Linked DNA regions of Mus musculus: region 2 is linked to region 1. The links are chromatin contacts, called in public HiChIP or PLAC-seq maps. All regions are on one chromosome and are shown on one strand. The core of a region is the stretch at or near the end of the contact, and the rest is flanking DNA. Distances in the headings are between cores, read along the strand shown. Region 1 has its middle 19 kb from the start of Gm46230. Region 2 overlaps Gm40681 (a long non-coding RNA gene).

The links. HiChIP or PLAC-seq counts read pairs in DNA pulled down with a chosen protein or histone mark.
Region 2: a CTCF HiChIP or PLAC-seq map of the NIH/3T3 cell line shows a contact between it and region 1, with 5 read pairs. The contact joins two enhancer-like sites. A contact is called at or near these places in 1 of 15 datasets of contacts at CTCF or cohesin (the NIH/3T3 cell line), 5 of 484 Hi-C or Micro-C datasets (the AML12 cell line, bone marrow-derived macrophages, differentiating spermatogonia and 2 more), 7 of 115 datasets of contacts at active chromatin or transcription factors (the NIH/3T3 cell line, craniofacial prominence, embryonic basal ganglia and 4 more) and 1 of 9 other capture datasets (embryonic tail).

What each region holds. Positions count from the first base shown.
Region 1 is chr10:67,327,214-67,333,996 of GRCm38.p6, reverse strand. No RefSeq gene overlaps it. Among named protein-coding and RNA genes, the nearest start is that of Gm46230, 19 kb to the left of the region's middle. Within about 2 kb of position 3,211, at least 11 of the 459 cell types and tissues checked have an H3K27ac peak or open chromatin away from gene starts, as enhancers often do. A contact at or near this core is called in the NIH/3T3 cell line, where this site is marked.
Region 2 is chr10:67,744,185-67,750,045 of GRCm38.p6, reverse strand. Gm40681 (a long non-coding RNA gene) reads left to right here. Exons shown (of 3, transcript XR_871797.3): 2 at 1-32; 3 at 808-894. Among named protein-coding and RNA genes, the nearest start is that of Gm40681, 31 kb to the left of the region's middle. Within about 2 kb of position 2,490, at least 29 of the 459 cell types and tissues checked have an H3K27ac peak or open chromatin away from gene starts, as enhancers often do. A contact at or near this core is called in the NIH/3T3 cell line, where this site is marked.

The DNA.
Region 1 (6,783 bases), core at 1,962-4,461:
GTGTGTGTGTGTGTTATCATTGATCTTCAACAAGCTCTGCCAGTCTGTCCATGCAAAGTGGAATCCCCTGTGCAGATCCTGAGGTCTGATCGTGTGTGTGTGTGTGTGTGTGTGTGTGTGTGTGTGTGTGTGTGTGTGTGTGATCTGTGATCATTGATCTTCAACAAGCTCTGCCAGTCTGTCCGTGCAAAGTGGAATCCCCTGTCCAAACACAAAGAGGGAGATTCAAGTTTCTGTTGAAAACAAGATGCTCAGGAGGAAGAGAGGAACTCTGAAAGTCTCGTCTGCTCCTTCACTCAGAGGCAAGAGGCAGGAAACAAATGTTCACGTCAAACTATAAACACTGTACAGGTTTACTTTACTTTAAATGACAATTTTGAATATGTAGAAACTTCTCTGTGGAAATTAACTTCCATGGCAGGAAGTCTGCCCTCCTGCTCCATGATCCTGGCTATGATGGTCATAGCAGGGACCTTGGTGATGGCAATCACATGTGAACCCTGCAGCCAGAACCAGTAACCTCCAGTGTCATGGTTCTGTGTTGAGAGGTCAGAAGAAAATAATCCAGAAGCCACCAAGGGCACAGGAAGCAATGGCAGAGCCACGGAGCGAGTGCCACTGGCACTGGAGTCACTGGGCATGCAGTGTTCTTTCTCAGTACCCTGCTGTGCACCACGATGCATCCCCAGAGAGGCCTGGAGAGAAGTTTTGTGTCCTAAAAGCTATTACGGTTCAGCAGCCAGGCATATCAATATGGCCACACTGGGGTTCTATGAGGGATCTAAACAGTGGGCTCCTATCCATCAAGGAGGCCAAGTTCGGCTGCCAAGTGAGTTCAGGGCAAAGTCAGGTTTTGTTACGAAATGCGTTACAAAAGAAATCTTGTGGGCTCTGGAGAGAGCTCAGGTGATAGGCTTGCCATGCAAGCATGAGAATCTGAGTCTGAGATCCCAATAACCCAAGTCAAAAAAGTTGGGTGTGGTGACTCACACTTGCAATTCCTGGACTAGGGCAGTAGAGATGGGTGGATCTCTGGCCCCAGGTCCCAGGGAGTGGAGATTCTGTCACAAAACAGAAAATAAATAAATAAATAAATAAATAAATAAATGGACAGCTTCTGAGGGATAGCACCTGAGTTTAACACACACATATATACACACACACATTCACACACACTCACACACACACATTCACACACACTCTCACACACACATACATATACACTCATACACACTCATAAACACACATATACACATTCAATCACACAATCATACACACACATATACACACACTCATAAACACACACACATACATACACACATGTATACACATACATACACACACATGCATACACAAACACACATATACACACTCATACACACATACTCATACACACATACTCACACATACACTCATAAACACTTTAAAGAAAAGGAAAGGACTACTTTGGGTGTCCTCAGATTACAATTTCAAGAGAATGGGCATCTTTCCCAACATCTGTCTTCTGTTGCAGATGTTCTTCCAACAGACAGTGCTCACACATTTCCTTTCTTCAAGATTTGCTTTTATAACTTTTAATTATGTATATATGTGCACATGTGTGCACATGAATGTAGATGTCTGGAAAGGCCAGAAGTGCCAGTCCACCCCAGAGCCAGGGTTACAGGTGAGCTTCCCGGAAGGAAGCCCAGGTCTTCTGTAGGAATTCTAATTTCCCACTGTCACTACTGTCACTTCTGTAGGAATTCTAACTTTCCACTGTCACTACTGAGCATCTATTTAGCTCCCACATTTTGTCTTTTTTACTCCGGCTCTTAAACTAATCCTGTTTTAATTACACTAAGGTGTAAATGACTAATACCTAATTCAGATATATTTACATTTCAACAATGATAACTACATTCTCGGGTGGAAGTTAGGCATTAGCTAATAATTAATTTGATCTCAGAATTTGGCAGGAAGTTGTATGCTAATTAAGTGGAGGGAAATTAAGCCTTTCAATTAAATTGAACAATTTTCACCTGACAGGTTGTTCCTTACTCTGCAGCTCTGTTGTTCATTTGTTCTGAGATAGGGTCTCATTCATGTAGCCCAGGCTGGCCTCAAATCTGAGATCCTTGCAGGTAGCCCAGAATAACTTCAAACCCATGATCCTCCCATGTAGCCCAGGATAGCCTAAAACTCAAGCTCCCCCCCCCATAGCCCAGGATGGCTCAAAACCAAGATCCTTGCATGTAGCCCAGGCTAGCCTCAAACTCGATATCCTCCCATGTAGTCCAGGATGGCCTCAAATTCAAGATCCTCCCATGGACCCCAGGATGGCTTCAAACCTAATATCCTCCCTCTTCAGCCTCCTGCATATTAGCTAATAAGACTGGACCACCACACCTGACTTTTGCAATCAATTACTCTGTTCCTCTTCTCCCCTCCCCTTCATCCTCCACTCTCCCCCTTTCCGTCCCCTCCCCAAGATGAAAAAAGTGACTTGCCAGAAGTCATGGAGATGAGAGGCAGTGGAGTTGACTCATTCAGATTTTCACTCCGTTTGTTAGATCCTGTCTTTAAAACACTGTTGGAAACAAGAGTGAATGGGCTGGTGACAGTACTCAGTGGGTAAAGGCGATTGCTGCCAAACCTGACAACCCGAGTTCAATCCCAGGGACCCTTGGTGGACTTGCAGAAGTTATCCTCTGATGCCCACAGGTATACTGTGTGTGCGTGGACCACAGACACAGACACACATGCAGACAAATACACACACATGAATACGTAAAATAGTTTGTTTTCAAAACAGAAGGAAGGAAGAAGTGAAGGGGAAATAAAAGAAGGGAGGGAGGGAAGAGGAAGTGAGAGCCTTTGTTTTCTCGAGGTTAGTGAGACACACGGAAGCTGTGAGTGACAGGCTAAGTCCATGGAAGCTGAGAAGCACACAGAAAACAATGTGTGTATTCTTCACTAGAGTGATCTCGCCTTGTCTGATGACAGCCAACAGGCCGAGTGTGGGCCAAGAGATCAGGCTGTGCCATGCTCCTGGTACTGAGAGATGGCCCAGCCTGTAGAGAGATTGCCTCATAAGCACAGGGACCCAAGTTCAAGCCTCAACCCCCATGTGAAAAGGATGGGTGGTGCACAGGCACAAGGCCAGTACTGGGGAAGTAGAGACAGGATTCCTGAGGCTCGGAGGCCAGCCAGTCAAACCAAATCTGGACCGAAATCAAGGCAGATCAGAGGAGATGACTCAGCAGATGGAGGTGCTTGCCATAAAAGGCTGATGAGCTGAGTTAGACCCCCCAGAACCCATGAAGCAAGCATGGAGATGCAGTGTAGGAAGAATGAGAAGGCTGCCATAACAAGGTAGAAAGACAACTGATTCCCCAAAGGTGCTCTCTGACCTCCACACATATATGTAACACACTTATACACACACATGTACATACATACACACACACATATATACATACACAGACATACACACATATACACACATGCATACATACGTATACACACACATACATACATACACACATATACACATACACATATACACACATATACACATATACATATGCACACATACATACATATATATACACACATACACACATGCATACGCACATATGCACACATTCATATACACACATTCATACATACACACACATATACACACACACACCCCACAATCAAAAAGAACATAAACAAGGTAGATAGCTCAACAAAGTTGAGCTCTGGCCTCTACACACAAACACACACACACACACACACACACACACACACACACACACACTCCATTAGAACCAAAAACAAACCTTCATATTTCTAAAAGTGTTAAAATTCACAGGTTTGTACAATGAAAATGAACTCATTTCACGTTAAAAACAAAACAAAACAAAACAAAACTTTAATTAAACCCAAAACAAGGCAGTCTTTAAGTATCTATCGCCTAATAGTTTCTATCGAGTATTTGAAAGTCAAAGCAAACCCCCCTCTCCCATCCCTGCCGAGAACTCCTATTCCTAAGGCTCCTGCTCCTAAATCGATACCTGAGCTCTAATGACAGAGGAATCTTTACCACCGACCTCCCTTCCCCTGCCGAGCTTCCTTACAAAGGTGTGTGGGAGGCGGAGGGAACACAAAGCCTCCTCCATTGTTATCAGACAGCCGCTCACGGAGAGGCCTGGCCAGAGTTTGCCATAGAGAAAGCTCCACCCACACAGCGCCATTATTCATCCTTCCAGCTTAAGGCTTGTTTTGCACAGATGTGCCCTTCCTGTTTGGCATCCCTAACTGGGGACTGTTGTTCTGCCGAAGTTTTGTCATCTCAGCACTAACTGAGATGTCCAGCCCATTCCTGAACGCCTTTTTGTTAAGCATCAGCATAAAGAGGGGTACGCTTGCCAAAGGTGAGGTAGGCACCCCAGCGAAGCGATACTGCAGCATTCTTCCCTGAGCATCAGAGATGGGGGTGGATGGGGGGACTTTCTAGCATGCAAAGTCAAGCATGCAATAAACCTGTGAGCAACTTCCTAGTGATGATAATAGACGCCACACTTGTGTACACACCGTTTTTCTCTCGAAGTTGTGGCCGTTCTTTTTTAAACAACTCTCCAATTCATTCTTAAAAGAAAATTAACCTTCCTCCCACCCTCGGATTCAGGCATTTGTTTTAGGGAATGTCGTACCTATTGGAGCAAGAGCAAGACAGGAACCCCTGACTTAGACCAAATGATGGGAGGGTACACTCATTAACAGTTATTGAGCGCCTACTGTAGCTAGGCAGTGGGTGTGATGACTGCTCTCAGACTTGAGTTCTTATCTATCGCTTCCGTAGCACTTCAAACTTCTGCATCGGGAAAGTTAAAAGAAAGATGACTTAGGCAACTTTCAGGCTGCGGACTCAGTGCTTCCCAGAGACCGTTGAAAGGCAGAGGGACAACAACAGGATTGCAAGGTTCACAGTGTTTATATGTGTGTATGAGAGAGAGACAGACAGACAGAGAGACAGAGACAGAAAGAGATAGAGAGAGAGAGACAGACAGAGAGAGGGAGGAAGGGAGAGGGAAAGAAGAAGCACAGAGAGAGACACAGAGAGAGAGTTTACTCCTCCATAAAATAATAAAATTTGAGTAGCTGAGAAGCCGGCAAATTAGCATACCTCGTTACAGTTTTTGATGCATGGTCACATTTATAAGTGACTTTCCCTTAGTTTACAGATCCTTCTCTGTTACTGTCATAAAGATTGCTGGAATAATCACACTCCTCCTCCCCATACGGAATCCCATTAACAGTTTGGCTGCTGCCATTACGGCTCCTGTTTCATCCATCATGAGAAGTGTTTGCAACTGAGGAAGAAGCTAACACTATTAGCCCTGGAACCTCCCACCGCCTCCCCCCAGCCCCAAACCCAATTAAACCCCAAGACACATACAAAAAGATGCCTGCCTCCTATTTACATAACACAATGACAGAATGATAAATCAACGGGAATCGTGAGTGCTTCAACAAGCCACTGAAATGATGCTGGACCCCTCCACAAGGCTGGACCTATCCACAGGCTGGACCCCTTCACAGGCTGGACCTCTCCATAGGCTGGACCCCTCCACAGGCTAGACCCCTCCGTAGGCTGGACCTTGTCCACAGGCTGGACCTCTCCACAGGCTGGACCTCTCCACAGGCTGGACCACTCCACAAGCTGGACCCAGCCACCAACGAACAGCACCGATTTCCAACTGGGATCCACTTCCCACCCTGAGGACAGAGTCAAGCCCTCAGCAGCAGAGGCCAGGTCTGGCTAGTCTCCCCTTCTGCAGATGGATACCACTTTCCTTCCTTCCTAGATCGGGTACCCCCTGCTTCTAAAACAATCTCACCAAGAAGATCCCCTTCCCAATACCCTGAGAGCCAACTTGTTGGTTTCCCTAGGGCCATTTTTTTTAATATGAAGGAAACATTAATTAAATAGTTTCTGGGTATGTTACTTCAAATCCTGATAGTGGAGCTGATTACACACACACACACACACACACACACACACACACACACACACACCTTTCAGTTCAAATTTCCATTTAAATAATACTTTCCAAAGAAAGGCAAGGTGAACCTTGTGTTTGAGTTTATTTTTAAGACAGGGTCTTGGTACCTAACACTAGCTGCTTTATAAACCGTGGCAATGCTCCTGCCTCAGATTCCTAAGTGCCAGGCTTATAGCATCTATCACTCCCAGCTTTCAATGTCATCATTAACCCCTTGTGGGAAGCATTTCCCCACTAACAGAGGACTTAGCTATGAAGTGCACTCGCAGGCTCGGCTCCCTACCTCTGCCTATGTTTTCTCTGCTTGAACATTTGAAATTGTTAAGTTAATTCTGGGGATCGCTTTATGAATGACGCATCTACGGGGCAATGTCTCTACAGTGGTCATAGAATGTACATTTATGTCATCCCTACCCACCACCACCCACCCACCCTAATAAGGGTCCTCTGTTACCAAACCCTTCTAAGTAGTTTGAATACATGCTTATAATACCAGCCATTCAGAAGTGGAGACAGCAAGATTTCAAGTTCAAGACCAGCCTCGGTTACAGAGTGAGTCCTGGACTAGGCAAGCCTACCTAGGGAGACTGTCTCAGCACCAAACACAAAACCCAAGCAGACTGAATGCAGCTACTTTGGTCCTGAGCTTCAAATGAAGTCCTCTCAGCAGGCAGCACCCAGGAGGAAAGAAAAAAAAAAGCTTTGTATCACCCCTTTTCAGTGCATACTCCTAGAACATTCTCTATCAAGC
Region 2 (5,861 bases), core at 1,241-3,740, 420 kb before region 1:
TTCCTGTGGCCCTGTGAAAACCAGCCAGTGAGGTAACAGTTTCTAGTTCAATTCCAACCTAATTGTTCTATATCCTGCAACTAAGGTGAAGCACATACATTGTACACACATCTACAGGCATACATAATACACCTACGTACATGTACACACAATCATATTGAAGCAAGGATCAGTCTTATAAAAGTTTGATATTAGATCTGTCGGAATATCTAAAGTAATACTCGTTCTCTGTTTACTCAGCTAATCTCCCTCTCGTAACAAATTTTCATCTGCTACTTCAAGGGAGTTTTAATTTTCTGTCTTATTTATATTTAAATTTCCCGTACTTAATGTTCTTCTGAAAATGATTTATCCTTTAATTGAACATGGCTGGTAGGAGCCAATGCATTGTCCTGACATTATGATATATAGATTCTGCCTATTAGCATTACAGAAATCACTATAAACCTTACTGGCATTTTAATTAAAATAAAGCTTGCTGGTAGTTCAGGAACCATGTGAGAAAGAAGAGAAAGAGAATAAAGTAAAACTACCCATGTAGCGGATCACACATTAACATGTTGATAGACGAATGGTACCACTTTGAACATGGGCTGTGACGTGGGATTTTAGGACACACTGAGAAGATACATCCCCATAGAGAAGCCTGGAATGTGGTCATTTCTCCTTTCTGGAACTCAGGGCTGATGTGTCCCTATAGAACATGCTGCGATGGGCTCCTTTCTCTTGATATTTTCTTCTGTGACAGGGGACCTAAGGACCTAGAGACTGTTTTGTTGATTCTGATTGGCCTTTCTTGTTCTCCAGGTATGGTGGCATTTAGATACTGTCCTTGGGAATTACCCATGTTCCTCGTTTATTTGTACCTGCCTACTAAAACAGAAAAACAAAAGGTACCCTATGGTAATGTATGACCTGCTGTTATCAACAGAAATAAAGTATCCATTTGTCATGATTCCTCCCTCATTTATAAAATCAAGAGGAAGTTGATGATGGCCTATTATGTAAACACTCTGTGCTACAGCTATATTTGTATTAGATACTTTCTGTCCACGTATACTTATGTGACTTGTTAGGAGCTAATGATTTTCCTTAGACAGCCTCAACCTATTTTGATGAAGCAGCCTTGGATTTCTTTGGTTTAGTTTGCGATACTCCACTGAGGACATCCCAGGGCTTACAGGCCCCATGCTTCTTCCCCTTTCTAGCCTCATGTCAGAAGTTCCTCAGGAATCCAGTTCTGAAAATCACTAGAGGGTGTGCATTGTGCGAACCCATGAGAACATACACTGTTCCCCATTCTCTGACTTACTCTCTGGTTCTTTTCTGACCAGATTACACTGAGAGTGAGTCAAGTTATTTTTTTTTCTTTTATCCAAGTCCCTGGAAGTTGGTCCGTAGCCTGGACTCACCTCGTTCCTATATAGACACGGCTAAGAGACTCATTCGAAATCTGACTCATTAGCTCAGGAGACACAGCACCGAATCCATGTTCTTTACATAAAGTGGAAATGATACTTAGCCAGCAGTGCCACAGATGGAGATCCAGCTGCATAGTAATATAATAATAAGCAGATTGCTGATGTCAGCGACTAGGGTGCTGCAGCCTGCTCAAAGCTTTTGCTACTCTAGCATCTTCTTTCATTCAAAACCTGTTGTGCTTATGTGCCCTTTGAATGACAGGTCATCTTCAAATTTCACCAAGTGCTCCCAATCCAAGATGGCTGGGGGTACTTAGGAGCTCGTGCTGAAGCTTTGCCGGGCAAGAAGCAGCTGTCACCTGAAAAAAGAGGAATAGCATGAATCCACAGATTTCCTTAGAACCCATGTCTCCAGACAGTGCCCAGACACTGGAGGAAGTCTGAAGCTTTAGAACTCACCACAGTGTAAGTGAGAGAGGGGAATTCTTCACATGCAGCCGATGAAATAATGGGTAACTGGTCTCTAGCAAATGGCCAGACATTTCCAAGAAAAGACTCAAGCGACAGCTCTCCAGTCATTACATGGAGGTACACGGGTCTCGTCGGGGGGGGGGGGGGGCTCAAGATAAATAGCATGATGACTGCACTTTGTATTTCTCCAAGTGAGCCTGTAGGGGAATCAGCTAAATGACATGAAAATGGTCATCTGTTATGGATGAGAATAATAACCCCATAAAGTCATTTTTATCCCGAGTTCAGATCCGCCTGCTTCTCTCCCCTCTCTTTCCACATGCTGTAATGGGATAAGTGGTGTTTTCAATCAGGGAGGGATGGGGGAAATTAAGAAGCTTCAGGAAAACTGTATCCCGACTTTCCAAGCCCTGTCTAGGCCAGTCTACGGTCTAGGCAGAGGCTGCCTTCCTCCTGCCTGGAGATTTCCATGGCCAGCGGAAGCAAGGCAGGGACAGCTGAAAATAATTGCCCTTGTGACCCTTTCCCAAGGAGATCCTAAGGTTGAAGGCTTGGAGACTCAGCTTGTTGCCATCCTGCCTTCATTTCTCTGGGTAAGAAGTCATGCTGAATGAATTTGTGATTCACTTCATAAACACTTGAGGGAATGGTTTCTTGCCTCCTTGAGCCATGTTTTGAAATCTGGTCTGCACCACCCTTCAAAATATAAAAGAAAAAAAATAAAGGAAAGCTTTAATAAACCAAATGACTGCTTTGCTCAACAAAGGCAAAGAGTGTCTCTATTAGTGTTCATTATGGGAGAGTCTGCCCCAGTAGGGTGTGCATGACGTAGGTATCAGCCCTGACTGACTGGGGGGCGGGTAGTTTACAGAGAGAATGACTACATTTCAAATGGTTTGAAAACATATTTATAAAGTCTAGAAATGTAAGGTGACTTTATTTATTCTGCATCTATGTGGCAAATTTATCAGATCCAACTGCTTTCCTAAGAACACCCCCTACTCACTGAAGAAACCTTCTTCATTTGAAATATGCATTCTTTCTCTTTGGAAATTCATTACATTAAAGTATATGGGAGGGGTAGGGAGAAGACCTAGTTAGCAAAGTGTTTACATTGAAAGTACAGGGACCTGAGTTTGATCCTCAAACCCCACATTAATTAGAAGGAGGAGGAGGAGGAGAGGAAGAGGAAAAGGAAGAGGAAGAAAGAGGAGGGGGAGGAGGAGAAAGAGAAGGAGAAGGAGAAGAGGAGAAGAAGAAGAAGAAGAAGAAGAAGAAGAAGAAGAAGAAGAAGAAGAAGAAGAAGAAGAAGAAGAAGAAGAAGAAGAAGAAGAAGAAGAAGAAGAAGAAGAAGGCGGCAAGTATAGGGGTGCTTGTAATGCTAGCCCAGGGGATGCAAGAGGCAGGCAGGTCCCTGTATCTCACTTGCCAGACAGTCTAACCTAAGTGGTAAGCAGGGGGCCAGTCAGAGATCCCTGGCTTAAAAAAAAGGAACAACAACAAAAGTAAGAGTGTCCTCTGGGGAATGACACCAGACATGTTTCTCTGGTCTCCATAGCCGAGCACACACACACACACACACACACACACACACACATACACATTTGTATGCATACCCAGGTGTGTGCACATACCCACATGCTCACACACATGTAACTCTACACAAACTCTATGCTATACTCACGGTATATGATTTTAGAAGAGAAATAAAAAAAGACAGAGAGCATGTATACTCTGCTTACACTGAAACTGAGCAATTGGCTTGGCCCAATCAGCTCAGTTATGAGACTCACATGGACTTTGGCCAACAAGATCTGGATGCTCTTCAAGTAAAATACCAGATGGCTCAACTAACCAGCTCTATCCACCGATATCCAATTGTTTTGCACAGAGAGACTGAGCCTTGAGCAGAGCCTATAGTGTATCAGCTGTCATATTTCATTGACTCCTAAGTGAAGAATAAATCTCTGAGAACATTCTCATTTCCGTAGATGAACAAGTCTTCTATGCCAAGTCTTCCCAACACTCCGTATAGCATAGCAGATTATTCTATTGACAGAGCACATTGCATGTAAAATATAGGGTTCAAAGCCAGAGTAGCTGGTTTCATGACACCCTTGTCTTAGGGATTTACATACCTGTACACGTCATTGACCCTTGGGTAAGGCAGTTGTTTGAAGGCACAATGAATGACATTGCCAAGTGAACAGTGTCTCAAGGCAGGAGATGGCCCCCAACTTCCTCTTATGATATCCACATCATAGACTCTGTCAGCCTAGAACACAGGAAGAAAATAATTAGAATGTTATGAATTCATTAGGTAGAGGATGAACTTTTAGGGATGCTTACAGGAAGATGGCATTGTGAAAAGGATTTCTTATGGGGGAAATTTTGTTTGCTACAAGGACCCATGGTGAAAGATAGTTAGGTACAATAAGCCTACTACCTATGGCCTGTTAGTCTTTAACAATTATCTTGAGGTATGTGTAATTTAGCAACTAAAGCATCTTCCACATTGCTGTTTATGAAGGACTTAGCTCCAAAAGATGCACAGTCTCTCTTCTAAGACCTTCTGATTGGGGCTTTGCTCTCCTTCATCTTGACTTTGTTGCTAATTCCTCTTTATATATAATTAACTTCTATCCAGGGTGCCTTTCTTCCCGATTATTGCTTTCAATGATTTTTCCCACTCACCTCCCTGGCCACCTAGCTGTTTCCTAGAATATCCCACCATGGTTCTTATTTTGCTTTGGGCATATTGGGAATTGAATTCAGTATCCCATACACATTAAGTAGGCACTCTTCCCCTGAAGAGCCAACCTGTACTTGTTGTACAGCTTAGAGTGGAAGAGATGACAGAAGTATTGGTGACAGCCCGGGACAAATAGTAAATTGCCAGGTCAGTGGCTGCAATCGCCCCTGGAGCAGATACAGCTTGTCTAGAACTCTTCCCAGCCTCCATTCCTGTGTCTGATTACCATGACGTCATGTCTATCTGAAGCCTTTCCACTCCCTTACACTTCACTTACAATGGATATACAGCTCAGACCTGGCCAACTAGGGCATTGCTCTACTCCAGGGCCAGAGTGACTAATTTGAAGTTGGAAGTGTGACCCAGCCAGGCCAATGGAACACCATTCCAGGATTCTAGGAAAACTCTAGAGATGCCATTGCTAATCTAGGAGGTAGCCTTAGCACCTTGTCATGCTGCAAGGATTGTTCCAGAACAGTGGAACCCATCAGAGAAATACAGACCTGGACGATCTAGAGGGAACTGAAGTAAGGGTCATGGATCCACTCTAGATCCAGATATCTCAGATCTAAGCTGCCCAGCTAAGCAATGCTATCCTGGGCTTCGGTCATTTAACTAGTAGAGTCCACACTGCTACAGCTGTAGTTGTGTGTCTCTTAAGTGATGCTCATGTGCCAGGCATCAAGATGAAGGCATCTCACAAAGGCCATCTCCTTTGATCCACACGATCCTGTCTCTGTCCTCATTGTAGAGATGAGAACACAGAAAGAGGCTGCAAAAGCTGGCAGAGGGTGCCTGAACCTCAGAAATGCTACATTCATAATCTTAAATTTAGCAGAACGAACCTGGGTCATCACTCAGGGCTACAGTCCATCACCCTCCGTATCCCTGAGTTCTACAACCTTGAATTTGGTCAACCTCAGATCAAGAACGTATGGAACAAAACTGCATCTTAGAAGACCACTTTTGTTTGTCATTATCCCACGAACCGTAAGCGTAACAACTATCTACATATTATTTAGATATTATCAAGTACTAAAGTAATCTAGAAATGACTTAAGGGACAGGAAAGAATGTGTAGGTTCTGTGTAAATACTTTTCTGGAAAGGCTATGAGTATCTGTGGACTTTCTTATCTACTGGGGGAGATAGAAACAGCCTCCGCAGACATCAAGGGTGGCTCTCTTTAAGTGGGCTGGCATTCGAGTTAAACACTGA